2 separate regions of the Mus musculus genome follow, and region 1 is linked to region 2. The links are chromatin contacts, called in public Micro-C maps. All regions are on one chromosome and are shown on one strand. Each heading gives the region's core, a stretch centred on a gene start, on an enhancer-like site or on the middle of the called end of the contact. The rest is flanking DNA. Distances are from core to core; before and after follow the strand shown. Region 1 has its middle 10 kb from the start of Gm52145. Region 2 has its middle 99 kb from the start of Gm52145.

Region 1 (5,856 bases), core at 136-2,635, 92 kb before region 2:
CTCTTCTCCTCTGAGCAAGTGGAGTGTCCACCCCCCCCCCCCCAGCTGGCACTTCAAGACTGCTGAGGTTAGGCACTTCCTCTCCTATTGAGGCCAAACAAGGCAGCCCAGCTAGAACATATCCCATATACAAGCAACAACTTTTGGGATAGCCCTCATTCTAGTTGTTCGGGACCCACATGAAGACCAAGCTGCACATCTGCTACATATGTGCAGGGACGCCTAGGTCCAGCCCGTGTATGTTGTTTCGCTGGTGGTTCAGACTCTAAGAGCCCCAAGGGTCTAGGTTAGTTGATCCTGCTGGTCTTTCTGTGGAGTTCCTATCCCTTTGGGGGGCCTGCAGTCCTTCTTCCTATTCTTCCATACGAGTCTCCAAGCTCCATCCACTGTTTGGCTGTGGGTGTCTGTATCTGTCTGAGTCAGCTGCTGTGTGGAGCCTCTCAGAGGACAACATGCTCTTGTCTGATGCATAACAGTGCATCATTAATAGTATCAGGGATGAGTGCTTGCCAATGGGATGGGTCTCAAGTTGGGCTGGTTATTGGTTGGCCATTCCCTCAGTCTCTGCTCCATTCTCTGTGCCTACATTTCTTGTAGACAGGATGACTTTTGAGTTGAAAGTTTTGTGGGTGGGTTGGTGTCTCTATTGCTCCACTGGAGTTCCTGCCTAGCTACAGGAGGTGGCCTCTTCTTAGTGAGCTTTTAATGACATCCAAGTATGGGAGCAAGGTATACTTTGAGAGAATGGCTAGGCAAGAAGGCAGAGCAAGAATGAAGAGCCAGCTGCCCCGAGGCTTGAACTGGTTATCCCTGTCACTGAAGTGTGCATGGAAACTGTTCTATCCAGAATGATATGAGCCTAAGGCATAAAAACTTAACCCTCTCTACTTTAACCAACTGAAGAAGAAATAGTTAACCACATTCTATTACTGTTGGCTTAACTCGGTAGTCAAAGATTGGGTGTGGCCTGAAACCTGGGATGGGAGTTTGAGATAGGAGATAACTGACTACATTTATGACCTCAAGCTTACCCGTTAGCTTGATTCTCGATTCTAGTCTTGATTGGGACTAGAAATGAACAGCTAATTGCACTTACTGTCTTCAGGGAGCTCTTCAGCTTTGCGGCCAGTTTAAAGCCACCGCTATCAGCTCATCTTTGACCTAACAGTTAAGAACTCCAAGGGACTGGTCTGCTTCATCTCTTTGTTTTTCTTCAGGCTCATTATCTGCATATTGCCTGAGGAGGCCAGAAGAGGGTGTTGGATGCAGTGAAACTGGAGTTACAGATGGTTGTGATCCTCCCTGTAGATGCTGGGAACTGAACCCTGGTCCTCTGCAGGAGCAGCCAGTGCCCTTAGCAGCAGAGCCTTCTCTCTGCCCCTGGTTCATGTTAAAGAAGTCAGAGAAAAGCATTTGAGGATTGCTTGCTGGAGCAGGGCAGGGGGAGGGTATAGGGGACGATCTATCTGCTTGCTGCCAGTTTTGCATGTGAAAATTTCGAGCTGCTTCTGAGAATGCATTTCCAATATGGATTCCCTGACTCCTGGAATACCCCAACAGACCAGTGGCTGGTTTACTAGGTTAATTTTTTGTGTGTAGTTTCTCTATCCTTGTAAAGGAGATCTCTTTTATGGACAGTTTGTAGTGAGGGCAAGGGAACTTCAGTGTTTCCCTTTAAAAATCCTACATGAATTTCACAACATCTTACTCGGAAAGGTCTATAGGTTTTATCACACATTCAAGCTATCAGAAGATGCTAATGACACACACGTGGCTCGTTCAGTGGTCTTCTCTTTTGCTCAAAGCTAACAGGATTGTTCTGGCCAATCTAACTTGACTAGCATCAGGTAGCTAACCTTTCTTTAAATTAATCTCTTTTTTTTTATAATAAAAAATCCTCTTATGTCAAGCATCATGTATTTTTCTTAAATGCTTGGCTGAACCTAAAATAGAATTGAATCTTTGAAAGGTTAGCTTGATAAAATTATCCAAGAAGAATTACATGTTTACTTTAATCAGTGCTCTTTATTATATGAAAGCATTGGAAGTATAGGATAGTAAGCAATTAATCATAAATGTAGCAGTCTGTGAGTAAGAATATACTCAGAGGTATTATTTTATTAAGACCTTTAAAATTGTCAGTGACATTATGAGGCACAAATAAAGACTTAGCAGGTACAAAATTGGGTGCATTGCATCGGTTTCTAATTTTGTTTGTGTTCTGGAGCCCAAACCTATGGCCTTGAACCAGTATTCTACCCCTGAACTGTAATTTCAGGCCCAACAATTCCCTGATCTTTCATAGATTCAGGTGTGTATGCAAAGTGTTACTTATTTGAAGAAAAAAAAAAGAATAAAATGTATGTTCATTTAAAACCACTGCTTGCCTTCTACTATACAAATATTGATTCTGGGTCAAAGTTGTACCAGTGTAAAATAATTCCTTTTTAAAGGAAATAAGAAAACAATTTATTCTGAGAAAAGCATCCGGGAATGTGAATTCAAATTACTCTAAATGACATGTTCGACTGTGTAAAAGGTTATATGAACTTTTATAGGCACAGCACATAAAAGCTCACCAATCAGTTTTAAGTCCGTGGAGGCAGCAGGAGGAGAGCTTGCAGGGTCAGGGCATTTGTGTGTGCGCGCGCACATGCGCACACATGCACATGAGCGGTGGTGTCTTCTATAGGATTTGGTGGAGGCTGGGGGGTCTGTTAAGGATGGTGATAGGTTCCAAGAATTGTATCTGATAGCCAGAAGGACGTTGGGTCAGATACAGAGGCTGACTTTGTAAATTACAATGGCTTTTGAAAATTACAAAACATAACTCAAGATAACTCTGGCTCTTGGCCCACCACATTTCATCTCCCTGTAATCACCGTGCTCAGGCCAGCCATGGCTGGGCAGTCGGCAGACCCTTCTCTAGAGACGCAGCATCTTCAGAATGCCTTAGGTCACATTGTAATCAGCACATGGGGATTTCATCTTCTGAAACCAGCGTCTGCCCTTGTCTTGGCTGTTGTTAAGCAAGAGAAACCTTGCTCCCAGAGACCCCCGCTTCCCCTGAGTGAGAGGATGTTTTCTCTCACAGAATTTGGCCCTTTTAAGGGTACACCATCAAATCCCACTTATATCAACTCACTGTCTGCCGTTCTCTCACAGTCTAGCTGTTAGGGTGAGTAGAAAATCCAGATGCAGAGGCAGGCTCCTTCTCCCAGGCCGATGCTTGTGTGGACGGGAAGGAAGACGCTGTTGAACCGTTCTGCAGTTTCCCAGGGGTGTTTCAGTAAGGCTTGAGCCTTGTAGCAATGGCAGGAAGGAGCACTATCCCTTATCTTCTGGGAGGTAATTGCCAAGCCTTGCAACATCTTGTCTGGTAGGAGTCTGGCTTGTGATTTGAGCCAACCAGGTGGTAACTGTTAACTCCAAAGGCAATTCCAATTCTCCAAACTCCCAAGGCAATTTGAATAGCCAGAACTGAGTTCAACCTAGACTGTAGGAGGAGTCTGGTGGTTAGATTAAAAACCAGCATTCCTCAGACACTTGCAAAACCAGGTCCGGTCTGCCAAAAGGAGTCATTTCCCTTACCTCTGGCAGAAGGGACATGTGGTTACCCAGTGGTGCCTATGAGCATATCAAAGTGCATGCTGACCTCCAGGTTCCAGTGCCTGACAGTCATCTCAAAGTCCATGCTGGTGCTGTCTCTCATTTTCTAGCCTCTATCCAGCTGCTCTTCTCCCTTCTTTTGCAGACGGCCCTAGCCATGTCCAGTCTGCTGACCATATTTGTTATGGGATACCTGAAGAGAAAAACTCCCAAGAGGCCTGAATAAGTCAAGTGGAGTCTTTATTAACTGCTGATGGGATGGTACCAAGCAGATTAGTGGGAAGCAGCCCTGACCTCTGCTTGGTTTGAGGTTTTAAAAACAGAATTACAATCTTGATGTATACAGGAAGCAAGTGTCATTTGTAGAAGTGGAGAGATAACAGTTAAATGACCAGGCAGTTAACCTGTTATCAGTATGACTTCAAGGGGGGCTGCCATAAAGACACTGCTGGCCTGTCCACTCCACAGCATGGTTAAGGTTTTAGTGTAAATGTGAGAAAGAGAACAGCCAGGGGGTGTGGGAGAGTCCAGAACAGACTCAGGTCTCATTGTATAGGAATTTAGGGCTAGTCACCCAAGATAGTTTTAGCACCAAGAGTAGTCTTAGGAATACATCTAGTCTGCCTTGTCTTTCTCTTCTGGATTCTCCCACACCCCCTGGCTGTTCTCTTTCTCATGTTTACAATAAAACTTTAACCATACTACAGAGTGGTCAGGTCGGCATTTTCTTTATGGCAGCCCCCTTGCATGCAGTCACGCTGTGATTTAGGGTGGGACTTTAGTGCACTGGGTATTAGCACAATCTCCCTGTGGGCTGGAAACTGATCAGTCACATGGATAGTACATAAATCAGCTTTGTGAGGCTATGACAAGATATCCCAGGACATAAACATAACAGAAGAAAGGTGTGTTTTAGTTCAGGCTAAGTGCTGATGGTTGGCTGCCTCCACTGTACATGCCTGTGGGTAAGAAAAAGAATATCATTGGTAGAAGAGTGTGGTGGATCAAAGCTGCAGAGAGATCGACAATGGAAGAGAGGGGGAAAAGTGAGAGGGAAGGGGAGTGAGCGAGAGGGAAGGGAAGAGAGAGGGAGGGAGGAGGAGGAGGAGGAAGAAGAGAAGAGAGTGAAACTGGGAGCATGGTTCAGGGAAAGGACATTCCTTTACAGTATGCTTCCGGTCACCTCCTTTCTCCACCTAGGCCCTACTTCCCGATGGCACGTCATGTTCAGCTATGAAACCATCAATGTTGTAGTGGGCTGGGTAGCATGATGACTGAGGAACACTTTTTTTTTTTTTCTGAGTACTGTAAACCTAAATGCACCATCGCCAGGCCAGTGTTGATTGGATATGCTAAAGGGATCAGCTGGTCCTGCTCATGTCCACGAGGCTTGATTTGAAACAGTATAGGCTATCCAGTGTACAAGAAGGAATCAATGACATGCTAGACACAGAAGTGCTGATGTCAATAATTCTTTGTGTGAGAGCCCAGCCCCATGACCCGTGAATAAAGGGAGAGTTTAGGGAGAGTAACAGAACTGAGGCTTGACTAAAGCAGTGCCCATAGCTGCAGTCATCCCAATATCGTTCAACCGTGCACGAAGTGTGGCCAGAGACTCACGATGCTGCTCCCACTGATCCAGCATTCCCCTTCCTCCTCGATCCTGCTAGCTTCAGTCCATGTTCATGTGGGAGGAATCCCAGTTTCCATTTCCTCTACAGGCTGTTAGAACTCACAGCTGCAGTCATGTAGGTCAGGGGAGATTGAGATCTATTCAAGGTTTTAGTGTAATGGTATATATTAATGCTTGATTGTAATGTGGCCTCTGCCCCAGAAAACTCCAGGTATGAAGGCTCGATCTTCACCTGGTGACACAGCTGACAGATGATGATCATGATGGGGAACTTGTAGCTGAATGGGATATGAGGAGGCAGGTCACTTGGGTGTGACTTTGAAGGATATATATTGTTCCCTGACTCATATTACTCACTTCTAACCAGGCTACAGTCAAGTGAGTGATCAATTCTGTATTCTGCACCACAAGCTTCATTTCATTGCAGAGCTTACGGTGATGGCGCCAAATCACCAAGAACTGAAATCTCTGAAACCAGAAGCCAAAACAAATCCTTCCTCCTTTAATCCCTCCATTAAGTTGCCTTCCTCAGGGCTTTTCATACTCTTGAGACGCTGACACAGTGCCTTTTCTTTTTCTTTTTTTTTTTTTAAAAAGACAGCATTTCATGTAGT
Region 2 (6,281 bases), core at 3,718-6,217:
ACCAGTGCTGCCCACGTATTCATGGGTACATGGCAGTGCATGTGGCCATAAGCAGCCTACCAGTGGCCTCAATTTCAAAGGAGAATGACTCTCTCTCTGTCAGCAGTCATAAACTGCCAATAGCTTATAAATTACCTTGTCGGTGTATTCTGTGGACCGAGACATAAATGGACCGAGACAGATGCCCTTCAATTTCTAACAAATTATTGTCCTCTTTTCTGGAACCCAGTGACAGCTCAGAACTTCAGAAAAGAGATAAATAAGCTATGTATGTGTGTGCATGAGTGTTTGTGTATGTGTGCGCATGTGTGTGTGTGTGAGAGAGAGAGAGAGAGAGAGAGAGAGAGAGAGCGAGCCTTGTACATGCTAGATAAAGTGCTGTACTAAACAACTACAGCTAAGACCACTGAAGGGGAACTTTGTTGGAGTAAAGGGCTAAGCAGTATGGCTGATCTATAGTCCATGAAGGAACTGGGCTATCTCTGCCCTTGTGGGTGAATTTTATCTTAACAGTCCATTTAAAAATGTTTCCATTGCAAGAGTCAATCTCCTTCTGTAATAACCCCAAACATTTGACAACCTATGTTTGAGAAGGAAATCGTGTAAAAGGATATTTTGGTTGAGTTCCCCTAGAAAATCCTCAGATACTGGTGTTCATGCAAGCACTCTCTGCAGAAAACACGTGGAAAACAGACCAGGAACAGAGCAGAGAAGCCAGACGAGGAAGACGTGACAAGCTCCTGATCTGGACAAAGTTCTGCAGGCCATGACTCTCAGGAGAGCCCCAGAGAAAGGCTGGAGTGCAGGTTATATCAGAGACTTACTCAACTCTAGGAAATGGTGTTGGCCTTTCATAATCCTGCCTGGGAAGCATATAAGGCAGGATGGAAATGCAGATCCTTCTGTCTTTCTCTGAGGAGAAAGAGCAGTGCTTAAAAGAAAAATCATATGAGCCAACCCTCACCCCCAGTCCCACACATATGTAGCAGATGCGCAGTTTGGCTTTCATGTGGATCTCCCAACAACTGGAGAGGAGCCTGTCCCTGACTCTATTGCCTACCTGTGGATACTGTTACCCCTAACAGGGCTGCCTTGTCTGGTCTCAGTAAGAGATGTGCCTAGTCTTAGAGTGACTTGATGTGTCAGGGTGAGTTGTTACCTAGCAGGGGGGTCCTACTTCTCAGAGGAGAAGGGGAGGGGAGAGGGGAGAGACTATGTGAGGGGGGACTGGGAGGAGTGGGGAGGACTGTGATCAGAATGTAAAGTGAATAAAAAAGAAAGAAAAGTCATAAATTCTGGGAATGGTTGTCAATTTAAATTGTCAAATTGACACCCTTGAGTCACCTGGGAAGAGAGCCTCAGAGAGATTTTCTACATTGGGTTGATCTGTAGATTTGTCTATGGAAAGATTTTTGAACTAGCCAGTACCCCCGAACTCCCAGGGACTAAACCACCAACCAAAGAGCACACATGGTGAAGCACACTATGATTGTCTTAAATTATCTGATGTGAGAAGATCCAGAACACTGTAGGCAGCACCATTCTCTAGGCAGGGAGTCCTGAACTGTATAAGAATGGGGAATCTTATTTAGGGTTTCCATTGCTGTGAAGAGACACCATTGCCAAGACAACTCTTATAAGGGACAACATTTAATTGGGGATAGCTTACAGGCTTAGAGGTTCAGTCTATTATTATCATGGTGAGGAGTATGGCAGTATCCAGGCAGGCATGGTGCTGAAGGAGTTGAGAGCACTACATCTTGTTCTAAAGGCAAACAGGAGAAGACTGGCATCCCCAGGCAGCGAGGAGGAAGCTATCTTCCAAGTAGCTAGAAGGGTCTCAAAGCCTACTCCCAAAGTGACACACTTCCTTCAACAAGGCCATACCTCCTAATAGTGCCACTTCCTAGGTCAAGCATATTCAAACCATCACATGGGGAAATGGAGTTGAGCATACACAAGAAGCCGGTGCACATGCACCCATTCATCCTTGACCTATGATGTGACCTACTGTTTCAAGCTCTTGCCACTGTGACATCTCCACAGTGATGAACTATAACCTGAAATCATGAGCCAAAATAAGTCTTTCTAGCCTAAGTAGACTTCTGACAGGATGTTTTATCACAGCAACAGAAATGAAACTTAGACCCTGACCACTGGAAATAAGAGAGCACATGGAAATTATCAAGAGACCCAAGGGGATTTGAGCAATACATCAACACGGTCCTTTACAGAACACTCCTATGTCATCAAGTGTATTCCCACCTCACATTAAGTTGACTACACACACACCAACAACAGATTTTTGTGTATGACTGTGTGTCCTATAGGAAGTTTGAACGATGAATTGACAGCAGTCTGAATCTACAGTTGCAGCTGTTCTAAATGTTATGATTGATATTCCTGTAGAATACATTCTTTATTTGCTTCATTCTTGGTCCCATTTCTGTCCGTTTGGGTAGCTAGTCATGCTTTTATCAGGCTATAGTTGATAATATTTGCCTATTCAGGTAAAATGGGTGTCTTAGTTAGGATTACTATGGCTGTGACCAAACAGCATGGCCAAAATCAACTTGGGGAAGAAAAGGTTTCTTTGGCTTTCACATCTGGGGGCATAGACTGTAGAGAGAAACCAAGTCAGGAAGTTGAAGTGGGTATGAACATGGAGGCAGGAGTGGATGCAGAGGCCATGGAGGGGAGCTGCTTATAGCCTTATTGCACTCAGGATACCAGCCCAGAGGTGGTACCACTCCCATCAATTACCACTTAAGAAAATGATCTACACACTTGCCTGTAGCCTGGTCTTATGGAGGCATTTTCTCAGCTCCTCTCAGATGACCACAGCTTGTGGCAAGAGATGCTCAGTAGATCCCCTGAGTTGCAGTCGTATTTCTTTTTACCTGCATTATGCAGCCACAATAGCCTGTTTCCTCAAGGAAATCAGTTCATTGTCTTTTCAAGTCTTTAAGACCCACCCTTCCCACCATGTGTGTAAGGGCAGAGGTCAATCCTCGGGAGGGTCTCTCCCGAGCCTAGAGCTCACCGAGTAGGCTAGGTAGGTGGCCATTGAACCCCAGGAATCCTCCTGTTTCTGCCTCCCCTGCATGGGGTTGCAAGTGTGAGCTTCTACTTCTGGATTTTTACATGAGTTCTGAGGGCCAGACGCAAGTCCACCAGCTTGTGTGGTGAACCCTTTGCTGACTGAGCCATCTTCTTAGTCCTAGCAGTCAGAGCCTAACTCCTTTGTTTGCCTGCTACCCTAGAGGCAAGAGGAGAGCAAATTATTGGGTGGCCACCAAGATTTTAAGTTTGCTGGGACTCCTGACAGAAGGCTCCCCATTCTAGGAATCAGAACCTCCAAAGCTGGCAGAAAATAAAGTCACAGAGGTAGGAAGGATGTTTCTTAATGAGCCCTCGGGAATGACAGCAAGAGAGAACACATGGACTTTGCTCCTGGAGACCATGGTCAAACTCAACAATAGCAATGACAGCAGCTACATCCTTGGAAATTAAAAGTTATTTCTAAACAACTCATGCCAAAGAATAATCCTAATGAAAAAATTTGAGCACTTGAAATTGAGTAATTATAGTGTCAAACCTGAAGGGAGAGGCTTCTCGGAGGGACACTTTATTAGTTCCAAGAATTATTGAAAAAAGAATAGCTGGAAAGGAAGTAGCGTAGGCATTCAGTTTTGAGAAATAAGAAACAGGACAGAGACAGGAATTCGAGGAAAATAGACAAAAGAGTAAATAAAGGTATGTCAAACAAGAAGCAAGCCCAAGGACAAACAACAAGCCAGACTCTGGCTCTCTGAAAAGTCACTGCTTGAGACTGGTGACTGCCTGTCAGAACCGATAAAGACAAAAGAGAAGAGAGGAAAAACCAGCACGGGAAGGCAAGGAAGCCAGCGACTGATGGATGCTGTGGATAAGGGAGGGATCACCAAAGAACGGTTTCATTCATTTATGCCAATACATTTACGTGTTAGGATGAAGTTTCTATAAAGACCAAGAGTCCTATACTTTGTTTTGTGAACTGGCAATGAAACGGGGCTCCTGTGTGCTGTGCACAAGCTGTACCATGGACTATACAGCTCCAGCCAACATGGCTTTTCTTTCTTTCTTTTTAACAAATGCTATCTGACAGTGAAAACACCAGGCCTATGATTCTTACAGAGCATTTGTGAGGGAAGGGCCAGCTAATCCCCGATCTTACTCAGACAGCTCAGGGATTAAGCCGGAAATACTTTGGACCTATTTCATGAGATTCACATAATTTTATTTCAAAAGCTGACAAGGACATGATAAACATAAATTTTAGGCTAATGTTCATGAATGTAGATACAAAACCCCTTTTTAAAAGCCACAAAACTAAACTGAGCAATGTATTAAAATGTGAGCTACAAGCAAATTCAGTTCACATGAAGAAATCAATCAGTTTAATTCACTATAAAACATAATAAATGACAAAGACATTATCTTAACGGCTGCAGATAAAAGGACAAACGTCATATCTCAACAGATACAATGCAGGATATCTTGTAATCAAACACAGAGACTCTGCAACTAAACAAATGAGTTTTTCTGTGGAGAAGGACGGAGACTATAAATAGCCTGCATCTGTTCATGTCGAGTGGCACTGCCAAACGAAAACAAAAGGCCTTCCTTCTCAAGTTTCTGTCGCATATAAGGAACTAGAGGCTTACATCAAAATATTTTTTAAAAAATAGCTGATTATAGATTCACGAAAATACCAACATTAAAAACAATGAGACCACAGTGTTCAATTCTTCATTTATTATGAATGATAGTGTTCACTGGTCAGCTGGCTCCCTTGCCAGGCACAAATCATCAGTTACAATTCTAAGGTTGTGTAGCAGTCTTGAATCAGGTCTTAGAAGTGTTCTGGTTTGCATGGAGAGTGGCTCCTACAGACTGCCTTCAGCTCGCAGACCCAGTGTGTGGTGCTGTCTGAAGGCTTTAGTGCCTGGCTGGTGGAAACGAGTCATGAAGGGTGGCCTTGGAAGATGATGCCAGTCCCTGATTCTGCCTGTTCTCTCAGCTCTCTGCTCTCCTAGCCATATGGGAAGTCCTCACCGCGAACTGCCGAGTCACCTTCCTCTGTGGTCTCTGTCAGGCACTGTATCATGATGACTGAAGGAAGATGCCAAGGTTAACACCTAGGGTGAGAGGTGAGGGCGGGCACAACTTTTAAGATAGGAAGGTCACCACTGCCCCCAAAGGAAACCGGTGTCGCTGCTCCATCTGAGTACATGCTACCGGTGTGCAGGCCAATCCCAGGATTAGCACCATCAAGAGATTAGGCTCACTGTCCACTTGTGACAGTTTGAAATGCAAACACGGTCCTATCTTTTTTTCTATTTGAGCTGAAGCTATTGCAGTGGCTGTGAAGGATGGAGGCAGAAGACTGCCTTTCTTTCCATGTTATTGTTATTTTTTAATATATTTGGAGAAAGCTCTCAAGAAATGTCTTTTTCTGTTTAGTACCAGCTCTCAGGAAGTGAAGGTGGAAGAATTACAGGTTAGAGGCTAGACCAGCGTTCTTAGTGGAATACTATCTCAGGACAAATACATCTGATTAATGTCTTAAAATATTTATAGTTATTAAACTGTGATTCGGGGTAACCCTTTAAAAGACAGCTAATGCTGCTCCTTGCTGGGTCATGGTGGCACATGCCTTTAATCCCAGCACTCCGGAGGCAGAGGCAGGCAGATTTCTGAGTTTGAGGCCAGCCTGGTCTACAGAGTGAGTTCCAGGACAGCCAGGGATACACAGAAAAACCCTGTCTCGAAAAACCAAAAAAAAAAAAAATATTTTTTTGGGGGGGGTCCTTTGGAACTGGAGTTATGGATGGCTGTGATCTGCCACGTGGATGCTAGGAACTGAACCAGGTCTCCTGCCAGGACGAGTGCTCTTCACCACTGAGCCATCTCTCCAGTCCTAGCTTCCGATACTTTTAATTTGATAACCTGTTCTCCCCCTCTCATTTTGTTCCTGTTTAGGTTGCTGTGTTTGTTTTAGGCTTACCAACTTTAGAACTGAAAGCCAAATCAGTTCTTGGAAGTCGTTAACACATTCTTTCCAATAAACACACAAGTATTTTGATCTGATTGCAATTTTTAGTATCTTATAGGATATCTTTGACATAAAGGATGTTGGCTGACAGGTGTTCAAAGGTTACACAGAGTGAAGCTGGGGCTGGCGGGTCCCTTTCGGCTCCCGTTTCCTCTGGGTCTTCAGGGAAGACACCATCCCACTC

The links. Hi-C and Micro-C count contacts between places; a contact is called where the count stands out from the background.
Region 1: a Micro-C map of the G1E-ER4 cell line shows a contact between it and region 2, with 4 times the contacts expected there. The contact joins two enhancer-like sites. A contact is called at or near these places in 2 of 39 promoter capture datasets (the 3T3-L1 cell line and embryonic stem cells), 1 of 15 datasets of contacts at CTCF or cohesin (large pre-B cells), 12 of 484 Hi-C or Micro-C datasets (the Ba/F3 cell line, the G1E-ER4 cell line, cardiomyocytes and 5 more) and 3 of 115 datasets of contacts at active chromatin or transcription factors (cardiomyocytes, heart atrium and neural progenitor cells).

Annotation. Positions count from the first base shown.
Region 1 is chr14:55,425,825-55,431,680 of GRCm38.p6, reverse strand. No RefSeq gene overlaps it. Among named protein-coding and RNA genes, the nearest start is that of Gm52145, 10 kb to the left of the region's middle. Within about 2 kb of position 1,385, at least 1 of the 459 cell types and tissues checked has an H3K27ac peak or open chromatin away from gene starts, as enhancers often do. A contact at or near this core is called in the G1E-ER4 cell line, where this site is marked.
Region 2 is chr14:55,337,012-55,343,292 of GRCm38.p6, reverse strand. No RefSeq gene overlaps it. Among named protein-coding and RNA genes, the nearest start is that of Gm52145, 99 kb to the left of the region's middle. Within about 2 kb of position 4,967, at least 52 of the 459 cell types and tissues checked have an H3K27ac peak or open chromatin away from gene starts, as enhancers often do. A contact at or near this core is called in the G1E-ER4 cell line, where this site is marked.